Regions from separate parts of the Mus musculus genome. Here all the other regions are linked to region 2. A link is a contact called in public Hi-C data. All regions are on one chromosome and are shown on one strand. The core of a region is the stretch at or near the end of the contact, and the rest is flanking DNA. Distances in the headings are between cores, read along the strand shown. Region 1 has its middle 20 kb from the start of Ankrd60. Region 2 has its middle 18 kb from the start of Gm40017. Region 3 has its middle 53 kb from the start of Vapb.

Evidence for each region. A called contact is a pair of places that touch in the nucleus more often than the background predicts.
Region 1: a contact with region 2 is called in a Hi-C map of the N1E-115 cell line, with 12 times the contacts expected there. The contact joins two enhancer-like sites. A contact is called at or near these places in 3 of 15 datasets of contacts at CTCF or cohesin (the NIH/3T3 cell line, hippocampal excitatory neurons and stem cell-derived epiblast-like cells), 56 of 484 Hi-C or Micro-C datasets (the AtT-20 cell line, B cells, the Ba/F3 cell line and 40 more) and 2 of 115 datasets of contacts at active chromatin or transcription factors (astrocytes and oligodendrocyte precursor cells).
Region 3: a contact with region 2 is called in a Hi-C map of muscle stem cells, with 4 times the contacts expected there. The contact joins two enhancer-like sites. A contact is called at or near these places in 5 of 484 Hi-C or Micro-C datasets (B cells, differentiating embryonic stem cells, embryonic stem cells and 2 more).

The regions. Positions count from the first base shown.
Region 1 is chr2:173,557,023-173,560,363 of GRCm38.p6, reverse strand. No RefSeq gene overlaps it. Among named protein-coding and RNA genes, the nearest start is that of Ankrd60, 20 kb to the left of the region's middle. Within about 2 kb of position 1,628, at least 2 of the 459 cell types and tissues checked have an H3K27ac peak or open chromatin away from gene starts, as enhancers often do. A contact at or near this core is called in the N1E-115 cell line, where this site is marked.
Region 2 is chr2:174,898,606-174,902,111 of GRCm38.p6, reverse strand. No RefSeq gene overlaps it. Among named protein-coding and RNA genes, the nearest start is that of Gm40017, 18 kb to the left of the region's middle. Within about 2 kb of position 1,286, at least 21 of the 459 cell types and tissues checked have an H3K27ac peak or open chromatin away from gene starts, as enhancers often do. A contact at or near this core is called in the N1E-115 cell line, muscle stem cells and uterus, where this site is marked.
Region 3 is chr2:173,788,739-173,792,354 of GRCm38.p6, reverse strand. It overlaps the pseudogene Gm14371. Among named protein-coding and RNA genes, the nearest start is that of Vapb, 53 kb to the right of the region's middle. Within about 2 kb of position 1,929, at least 109 of the 459 cell types and tissues checked have an H3K27ac peak or open chromatin away from gene starts, as enhancers often do. A contact at or near this core is called in muscle stem cells and uterus, where this site is marked.

The DNA of each region.
Region 1 (3,341 bases), core at 379-2,878, 1.3 Mb after region 2:
GAAAAGAGCTTGGGACATCTTCGGATGTCGGACACAGAAATACTGTGAGACCCTTCAAGCCCACTCCATGGTACATACCAGAGAGAACTTGAGCTATAATTCCACACAGAAAGGCACATACGGTCATGTTTGTAGCACCTTTGCCTACATGATCAGAAAATCTAGCCACCCAATTTGAGGTGTTCATACAGGGGAATATTAGTTACCCACAGAAAGCAAAAAAAAAATTTTTTTTTAATTAAACCTAAGTGAATGGGTCAAACCCAGTTACGAGCTACAAATAAAACCCACAGCAACAGGAACTTAATACCGGTGGCCAGTGGGGAGGCCTGCCAGGAAAGGCAGGGTAGGAAGTGAGTTCAAGTAGCCCGTGGGCAGGGTGCACATGTTGGGGTGTCTAATGGAAGTGATTGTTGCACAACAGTCTAGAAACTTCTAGATTGTGCACTTTAGATGAGCAACTGTTGGCCCGTGATTTCTGTCAATGGACCCAGAGTTCTGTTTAGCTTGTGCGTATTCCTGTGTGCACTCTCAGATGTGTGTATGGGTGTGGAAGGTAGTGGTTAACATCCAACACTCATGCTGGCTTGAGTCATGTGAACACAGGGCAGAGGGACAAGGACAGTGGAGGGAATCCAGTGTCTGACTCTAGTGGACTTGTGCCTAGGGCACTTAGGTAGTCTGTCTCTGGGGGGTGGGGGGGTGGTCTTAGCATGCTTGGCTGTCACATGGCTCACAGCTATGGGTGCTCACCTTGGGATCCTGAGACCACTCCAGTGTCTGAGTTTCCATTCAGAGTGAGGTGTAGCCTGGCCTCCTCTTCCTAGGCTAGCTCCAGAACACACTTGCTGCTACTTCTGCAGTTCCCTCCAGTCTCCACTCCCACCTCACCCCACCCCCACCACCCTGCCTTGTTCACCGGACTTGTCCCAAAGGCATTAAGTCCTGAAGATGCTCCCAGCCCTTCTCTTCCAGATGTTTCCAAGCCCACGAGGGGAGGAAGTGAAGAACACAGAGACGCCAGATAATTTAATATCTTCCTAACCCCCGCCGTCATAGTCGGGAGTGATTTATCTTGAGAAAGGTTCTGGATGGTGTATGAGGCGGGGGCGCTATCCCCCCTCCAGGAAGTGTAGAATTAGAGCTGGAGAAGATGACTGTTAACAGCTGCCAGAGTCAGGTCCAGAGGGAAGTCTTTGACCTCCTGGGTCGCTTCAGACCCTGTGACCATCCCTTTGAGGGGGAAAAAATATCTTGCCTGGCATCGTTTGCTGTATATATTATACATCAATGTATATATTTAGCAAAGAATTTCAAGTTCTTTGGGAACAAGAATCCCAGCATCCTGTTTTCACATGTCCAGAACAGAGATAAGGATCAAATTTAGCCAGTAACACTGATGCTATAGGACATGCATGCGGGGGCCAGAGCTAGTGTGCATCCCCTTTCCCAGAGCTTGTGGCCAGATGGACGTGCAAGCTTCAGAGTTTGCAGAACTCCCGTTTCTCTTGGATTCTCAGAGGTCAAGGCTAGCCTGTGGCAGATGGGAATGCAGTTAGGGGCACTGGGATGTTTGGAGAGAGGCTCTGTGTGGCCTAGTTCTGTACAGAGGTGGAACCATGAATTTGCAGGGGGTGTGGGGGACCCTACAGGGCAACATTGAATCTTCAAGTCACCTAGCTGCCTCTCAGCCAACTCTTGGCTGTATGTCAATCAAAGCTGAGCACATGGAGGCCTGGTAGTCAGTCAACCAGGCAGATAAATCAGTTGGGAATTATAGCCAGGCAAGGATACACAGGTTCTAGAAAACACTTAAGTGAAGGGGTTGGTTGGAGTGTGTTGGAGGGAGAGGCTGGAGTCTCTGTTCTCAGTCACAATCACCCTGTGGGGTTGGTGGTTGACGAGTGCCTAGCCTGTGAAGCCCGGCTCTAGCTGCACTGGGAGCCACTGACCCGGCTCTGGCTGCACTGTGAGCCACTGACCATTCTGGCCCGGATCACCTGAGTCCTAGTTAGGGTTTCCATCACTGTGAACAGACAACCATGGCCAAGGCAACTCTTATAAAGGACAACATTTAATCAGGGCTGGCTTTACAAGTTCAGAGATTCAGTCCATTATCAAGGTGGGAGCAAGGCAGCATCCAGGGAGATGTGGGGCTGGAGGAACTGAAAGTTCTACACTTTGCTCCAATGGCAGACAGGAAAAGACTGGCACCCACATGGCTAGGAGGAGGGTCTCAAAACCCATACCCACAGTGACACACTTTCTGCAACAAGCCACACCTCCTAATAGTGCCACTCCCTGGGCCAAGCATATTCAAACCACCACGTTCTACTCCCTGACTCTAATAGACTTGTTCAAACATATGAGTCTATGGGGGCCATACCTAGCCATAGCATAATGAAAAATACATTTAGTCCAACTTCCAAAGTCTTCATAGCCTATCACAGTCTCAACAACGTCTAAAAGTCCAAAGTTCTAAGTCTCTTATGAGAGTCATCCAGTCTCCAAACTGTGATCACCTATAAAATCAAAATGATAATAATAAAAAAAACCAGATCACATAACTCAAACATCACAGGCTATACATTGTCATTCCAAAATGGCGTAGTGAAGAAATCCTGGACAAAGCAAGACCAAAAATCAGCCGGACAATCTCCCAACTCTGCATCTCTATGTCTGATGTCAAAGCTGTCTTCAGATCTTCACTCCTTTTTCATCTTTGTTGACTGCATCGGAGTTCTTTCTTCTGGGCTGGCTCTATTCCCTGTTAGCAGCTTTCCTCGGCAGGTATCCCACACTCTGACATCCCAAACATCTTGGGGTCTTCAAGGCAACTTCAACGGTACAGTTTCTTGTTCCAGTGTCTGGGGTCCACACATGATCTTCTGGGCTCCTCCAATGGGCTTGGGTCACGTCTCCAGCTCTGCTTTCTGTGGTACTTTAGGCTATGGCTGATTCCACTCCACTGCTGCTGCTGTTCTTGATGGTCATCCCATGGCATGAGCATCTACAATACACTGGGGTCTTCTGCTGCAAGTAGGCTGCACCGATAGCCTCTCATAGGCTCTCTTCATGGTGCCAAGCCTCAACTTTTTTTGCATGTCTCCTTCAGTCCTGGGCTGTCAACTGGAACTGAGGCTTCACCTTCACCAATGGCCTTCTGTGGCCTCTATGAGGCCTTCCAAGCCTCAGCTGTTCTCCATGACCCCTTCATGCCTTCAAAACCAGTACCATCTGGGTGACTCATACACATTACTGAGTACAGCTGCAGCACGAGGTACAGCCTTGGTTATCCCTAGAACACGGCTTCTCTGTGCTCTCAGAAAACACTTCCCAGA
Region 2 (3,506 bases), core at 37-2,536:
TTACTCCTGTTGCTGCTGCGCTGCCTTTCGGGTTCTGCGTGGTGTAACAGAGCGTGACTCACCCCTGTTTTCATTCACGAGTTCAGGCACCCACTTTAAATAGACTTCACTTGGGATCTACCCTGGGATAATTACTTAATGTGCCATCTAATCGGAGATCTAATTAACGCAGGCGTTCTCTGACAGCCATCACGGAGCGCAGAAAGCAGGTAGGCGCAAGGCTGTCACCTGGATCCTTGAGGAGGTGTCTGAGGCCTGGGAGCAACCCCGGAGCAGCAGAGAAAGGCTACAGAGCACTAGCACCCTCACCCTGTGACTTTCGAGGCGACACAGGAACAAGGGGTACAGGCTCTGGAGGCCTGACCCCTGCTGCTGACCCGGAAGGGCAGTGTTTAGTGCTTGCATTGCTATGGTGGGGTGGGACCGCGATGGCGGGCCAGTGCCTTCTCTGAGGAATGGCAGTGTGGAGAGGGAAATGCTGTGGGGTCCAATGAATAATGCTTAGGTCACATCAGAGGAAGTGTGCTGGAAGTAGATCCCGGCAGTGGGCTTGTTGACGCTGCACTAGTCTGAGCATCGATTCTGCACTCAACTAACTCTCACACGACCACTGCACCTCCTATGAGCCCCAGAATTCCAATGTCCATTCCAGTGACCTCTCCAGTGACAAAGGGCTCTCTGGAAAGCCCTGCTGGCCTCAGGATGAGACAGTTAGCTGCTGTTTTCAGTTATTCAACCTCGACTCCTCAGGAACCAGTGAAGAACCAAATTCCAGGAGAGCCCAACGTGTTGGAGTTGTCCAAAACAAACATCACCCAAACGTCCAAGGAGATGAGGTAACAACGCTAAGGTCCAGCCGCAGCCCCCGGAAGTGCAGGTGGCCACTGAGCACAAAACTAAGTTTACAGATATGTCAGTAACCTCACTTTGCAGGAAGGGATTCCTCAGATCAAAGTCCAAGAGGAGGTCAGGGGTCAACCTCCATTGTGACACTTCTAAACCCCACCATCCAAAATTCCCAAGGAGTGGCAGCTGGGGCCAGAAATGGAGGGACCAGAACCACAAAACACAAACAAGGGTCCTTTGGCTGCGTTGACGTCTTCAAACAGCCCTGCTCAAGGTATGGTCACTCACTATATTATACTTAATATAATATTATTTATAGGGCCAGTCACTTTATTATATTTAATATTACTTGTATTAGATTTATATTAGGTTCAGGAGCTCTGAAGACCCAGAGAATATTCCAGAGGTAATGCTTCTGTCTGGCCCCAGAGGGTGCTATTGCCTCACAAATGAAATACCTTCCCTTTGCAGAGCCTAGAAGTTTCCATGCACAGAGAATCTTCCAGAGTTCTTTGGCTGGTCCCCCTTTTCTGCAGAGGAAGTCTTTTCAAACCCTGTGGCTGGAGCAAAGAGCAGGACCTGTCAGAGCTGGGACACTGTTTGTTGATTGTCACTGTGTGTCCAGTCTGTTGCAATGTGTCAGAGAGTATTACCACGTATCAAAGCCTGGCCCTCTGCTCTATGGGCTACATACCTTTCCTCTTACATACTCTACTGTGTGGTGTGGACATTCTGTCCCTATGCTGTAGGGCCTTATAGAAACTGGACACTTGCATGAGGTCCCAGTGTCCCCAAAAGGACCTGGGACTGCATGATAGTACCCTTGCGTCATTTGGGGACTTTGTGATCCTAAATTTCAGCGGATCCCTCTGGTGTTCAGGAGAACACATGTCTGTAAGGCATTTCCGGTTCCTTCTGGCCCTGCTGCAGGGCCCTCGGGCCTCCAGGCTCCCTTGGAGGTGTCTGGCAGCCAGCAAGTCCTTGGGAAAGGTCCTGCTCAACAATGAGCTCTGGCCAGATGTTCTGGGGTTTTGAGCCATATTTTTTATGACCCAAGAAGGACCCTTTCCATCATTTTTAAGGAAGGGAAGAACTCAATGAGTGGGAAAACTGGGTTTAGGGTGTCTGTTTTATACTGTAATGTGCAGAGGAGGCCAAGGTTGGGGTCTCTTTATAGCTTCAGCTGAGCCAGCAATGTTGAAGGCCATAAGTCAGGCAGGGGATACAGGGTTGAAGAGAAGTGTTTTCTTCTCACAGTTATTTATGCACAAGAGGGAGAAGGAAGAGGAGGAGGAGAAGAAGAGGGAGACCTAGGATAGGAGATGGACAAGGCAGCCATGAGCACCACCCTCCTTTGCTTGCCTTATGCCAGATCACACACCGGGTTAATGATCTGGACCCAGCCTTCACTGGGAAAAGGAGGAGAGCAGTAACAAAAGATGTTGGACATGCTCCTCTGGCCTACGCGCACACACACACACACACACACACACACACACACACGTGCACACACACACATATACACACACATATACACAGAGACACACACACATGCACACACAGACACACACACACACACACATACCACACACACACACTCAAAACATACAAAAATAGGAAGTTAAAAAAAAGAGCATCATTAGGCAAAATGTGCTAACTGAACGAACACCAACTGAAATGAACTGGGCATGCTGGGATCTTAGGGGGCAGAGCATGGCCCCCCAGGATAAAGGTTTTCTAAATCACCTAGTGTCTAACCAGTCATTCTCTCTTAACATGAACCATGTCTGGTCTTCAAGAAGCTCACGACCAGCATCCCAGGGCTTGAGAAGACAAAAATGGCAGCTGAGAGCTTTTCAACATGGTAGGCATTCCAAGCTTCCAGTGGGCTTTGTCCAGCATGCTCTAATGAGGCAAAGACAGCCCTGCAGCTGTTAACTAACCCACAGAAGCTTTTCTTGGTGGCTCCTCTTGCAGCTGCTGAGAAAGGGTCAGAGAAGGGAGGGCGCACAGGAAGTCCCTATCCGTCCCCACTGGCAGTGGCTCCAATGAGCATATGCCTCCCACAGACCCCATCAAGGGCTGCCTGGGACTTCATGTGATGAATTGGTTCTCTCCGGGTGAGCTTCCTCCTGCTTTTCAGGGGCAGGAAGGTCTGTCAAACATTGTTGAGCATCGTGGTTTGAATCAAAATGACTTCCAATAGGCTTGTATGGAGTAGCAATATTTGGGGGTGTGGTCTTGTTGGAGTAGGTGTGACCTTGTTGGAGGAAGTGTGTCACAGGCTTTGAAGTTTCAAAAGCTCAAGCCAGGCCCAGTGTCACTCTTTCTTCCAGCTGCCTGCTGATCCAGATGTGGAACTCTCAGCTCTCTTTCCAGCACCACATCTGCCTGCACAGGACCTTGCCTCTCAGCATGACAATAATGGACTGAACCTCTGAACCTTTAGATGTTTCCCTTTCTAAGAGTTGCTGTGGTCATGGCATCTATTCACAGCCATAAAACTCTAACTTAAGGCAAACACGTAGGAGTATCAACCCAATGGTTCACAACTACAGTGATCATGAAACACTCGAAGGCAATTTGAGTTGTTACAGTGGGCAGTGGGTAGGGTTGCTCCTGATGTCTAGCAGGTATAGGCTGAGGTTGTGTGTGTCTGA
Region 3 (3,616 bases), core at 680-3,179, 1.1 Mb after region 2:
GCACACTGCGAGATTAACTGGTGTCCTAGTGGGCTCAAGGGTTTTCAGGGCTGTGAGACACTTGTCCCCAGCTCCTTCTGCCTCCTCCCACCCGTGTCTCTTATCACAGATCTTGAACAATCCTATATGAGGCTAATGATGCATGCAGAGGAAAGCCCTTGGCCTCTCCGAGACAGTGTGTGGTTCAATCAGGCCAAGGAGACTGCTCTAACTTATTATCCATTCTTCTCTGGGAGAGGGGAGGGGGGAAGGCACCAAGTTAATATTCTCTGTGGGTCTCAGACAGCTACGAGTGTTCCTGGCATATTTACCAAAGTACAAGAAATAATTAGATTATTTACAGTCCTGGACTACATGGCAGTAGGGAGGGAGGTTAGCCCTGTGGGGATGACAGTAGGTGTCGAGGACACAGCCATGGCTGAGCGAGCCTCTGAGGCTTGAAGCAACCATGCCAACGTTCATCATCAAATTTAAATCTTTTAATAAAGTTAAACAGCCTGAAAAATGTTCTCACTGGTTATTAAAGTCAACCAACGGGACTATAGTTCCAAAGAAAAGACATGTGGGAGAGAGGAGAGAGGAACAAAGCAGGGGTGAAGCCCAGCCTGCTGCGTACTCCCAATACCCCCTCCCTCATCCCTCCATTGTGCCTCCTATACGGAGCACCGAAGCTCTGGCTGTCTGCAGCAGCGTCCAGCCAAGGCTCCCTACACCCCAGATGTGTCTGCCTCTCTGTTTCTTGATTGCAGAAGGGGGCTGGCTGGGGATCTCTGCCACATGTCCTCCCTCGGCACTTTCATTCAAGTCTCAGACTGAATACTATCTCCTCAAGAAGACTAGCATTAGTGCCTCCCCCCAAAACATCACCCCCCCCCCTCTCTTCCACCCACCATGGCCACATGTTGATCAGTGTTAGAAGGGCTTTTAATTCATTCATGTCTATCTTCTAGACAATGTAACCCCATCTCAGCATCTTCCCGGTGGGCTCAGAAATGCCTGGGGCCGGGTGGAAAGGGCCTGAGAACATAGGTGACTCTTGAGGATACAGGGACTGGTGAAAGCCAAAGGCCACTTGTGGCCTCCCTGGTGGGAAAGACTGAAGCAGTTTCTCTGTAGCTTCCATATGGAGACATGTGGGCACAGAGAGGGGCTTGGCACAGGGCTTCACAGTAAGCAGAGGCTTGGGTCAGCTAGATCCCGGCTGGGGACAGAGGTCAGGGCGTTCTAGGAGGAATGTGGGGGCTTCTTGCTGTAACAGGGAAGGTCATTTGGAATGGCTCAGCAGGTCCTGTGCTACCTGGTTACATACGCTAAATCAGAGGGTGCTTCCGGGCTGGGCTTCGTTCGCTATGCCCACTATGGAGAGAGCTGACAGAAGAAAGCCTCTTTTAGTGAGGAGAGAAGTGGTGGGCAGAGGCCAGGGCCTCGAAACCCCCAGGCCTTGCCACCCTGGCAGAGAGAGAGACCCAGAAGCATTCTCCTTGGCAGAAGGGAAGAGCCTAGTCTCGGCTGTGAAAAAACAAAACAAAATTAATGTTCTCCACTGTGTGTGCAGTCACGTTGACAGGGAGGCAAAGCCCGTGCGGTTGATAATTTCACAGTGCAAGTCCCAGGAGAGCAAAAGAGCTTTTTTTCTTTTTAATAAAAAGTTTAGATTGTACACAGCTCTCGGAGGCCCGTTAGCTACCAGACTCTGCCTAGCAGAGGCCGTTGTTTCTTTGCTTTTCTCTAAGCGAATGTGTTTAATCTCCCAGCGGTACCACCGAGCAAAGAAGCAGTGTGTGTGTGTGTGTGTGTGTGTGTGTGTGTGTGTGTGTGTGTGTGTGTGTGTGTGTGTGCTGCTGACGCTCGCTCGGCCTCTCCGTGTGTCCTCTCCTGGGAGCCAGGGTGACTCAGGCTCTGGCTGGAGCCTCTGACGCAGGTGGAATTGCATTAGGGCCCTGGCAGGGGCTGGTGCAGGGCCATTAGTCACTGATGAGGGCTGGGGGCAGGGGTTGTTCCCACTTACAGAGGTGGGCTTCGGGTGGCAGCCGTCCACCTCCCGTCTGCTCAGAGCTAGTCACCTGAAGAGATGGAAGACCCACTTCCACAAAGGGCAGAAATCATCCGTCCACACTGGAGGACTCTCCTATAGTCCAGGCAGCCCCCTCCTCCATGCCAGCCATTCTGTGGTCATCTCTGTTTTCTCACAGAGCTCAGCCCACTCCTTCCGGCTCCTTCAGCCCCTGCTCAGCTGGGTTGTCGCCCCCTACATCTCCATCACACATTTATCAACAACATCCTGTTTATTCACTTGGATCTCCAGAACAGCAGACCTCCTGTCAGGGCCCCTGCTGGGCCTCCCGCTTGCAGTGTCACCTGGCCCTGCAGGCGGGAGCTTACCAAACACTGGCTGAATGGGTAAATGCCGCCCGCATCCTGTCTGGAGGCTCAGGATGGGCTATTAAGTATCTACAAGGCACACACTGGCTTTAAGCACTCTCCATACTGCTTTTTCAGAAAGAATGGACGGAGCCAAACGCAGACATAAGACCTGGAGGACACTTGGCTCTCTTGGGGTAGTTGGTTTTAGAGCATCGAGGGTAACTCCTGTCTCAGATCAGGAGGCCACGGGACCTGACACTGTCCCAGGCACCCCAAGGGACCGAGAGGTCCTGAACCCCTTGAAAGAGCCATAGGTCGGTCAAGCCTCCTGCCCTGGCCCTGAAGGCCTGCCCCACAGCAGGTGACTGGCAGAGGGCTCTAGGCCATCCAGCCCCCAATTAGAAAACCAACAACACTGTGCAGACTTGTTGAGGGGGGCCTCCTCCCAGTGTGTTGCCCTTCCTAGGGGGCATTTAATAATTGATATCTTAGTCCTGGGGTACCTTTTAAATCTCTTAGACTAAGGGGAGAAGTAACAAGCAAAGGAGGTCTTGTTTGTTAAAAGAAATGCAAGACACCTCAGGAGGGAGTCCGGCTTTCAGACTCTGAGCTGAAGAGGGTCAGGGCTCTGTTCCTCTCCCTCCACTTCCTTCAGAAGTTCTAGGCTAAGTAGAAAGGGAGAAGAGAATGTGGCCAGCAAGATGGGAGTGAGACTGAGGCTGGGATGGATAGGTAGTAGCTCCTCCCTGACAGTAGGCCTTGGAGAGCTGAATTCGTAGGTGGTCAGGATAAGGCTCAGAAGCAAGCTCATGTGTCACAGGTCTGGGCTTAGAGAACTGGCTGCCTGGCCAGCTTACAACAACAGAAGAGCAGAAGGGCTGGGCACAGGGCATCTTTGCAGTGCTTCTAAGTGTGTAAATTAAGGAGTTGTGTCCAGCTAGAGCCAGAGAAGAACCAAACATTCAACCCCTTGGAGTCAGCGACAACCAGGAGCAGAATTATCATACTGAGAATGATATGGGCTGTGAATCGAACCCTAGTGTTAGATAGCGCACAGCATCCTGTTGTCCATGGCTTCCATAGAGGAAGTGAGCAAGAGCATGCAGCCAGATAGCAGATGGAAGATTTTAACCCTTTAAATATGCACAAAGTCATGTGCTAGACCAGACAAAGGCCTGTGTTTGATTCTAAGCACCACAGAAAACAGAAAAACAAACAAACAAACAAACAAACAAATAAAAAACCTGCCTTT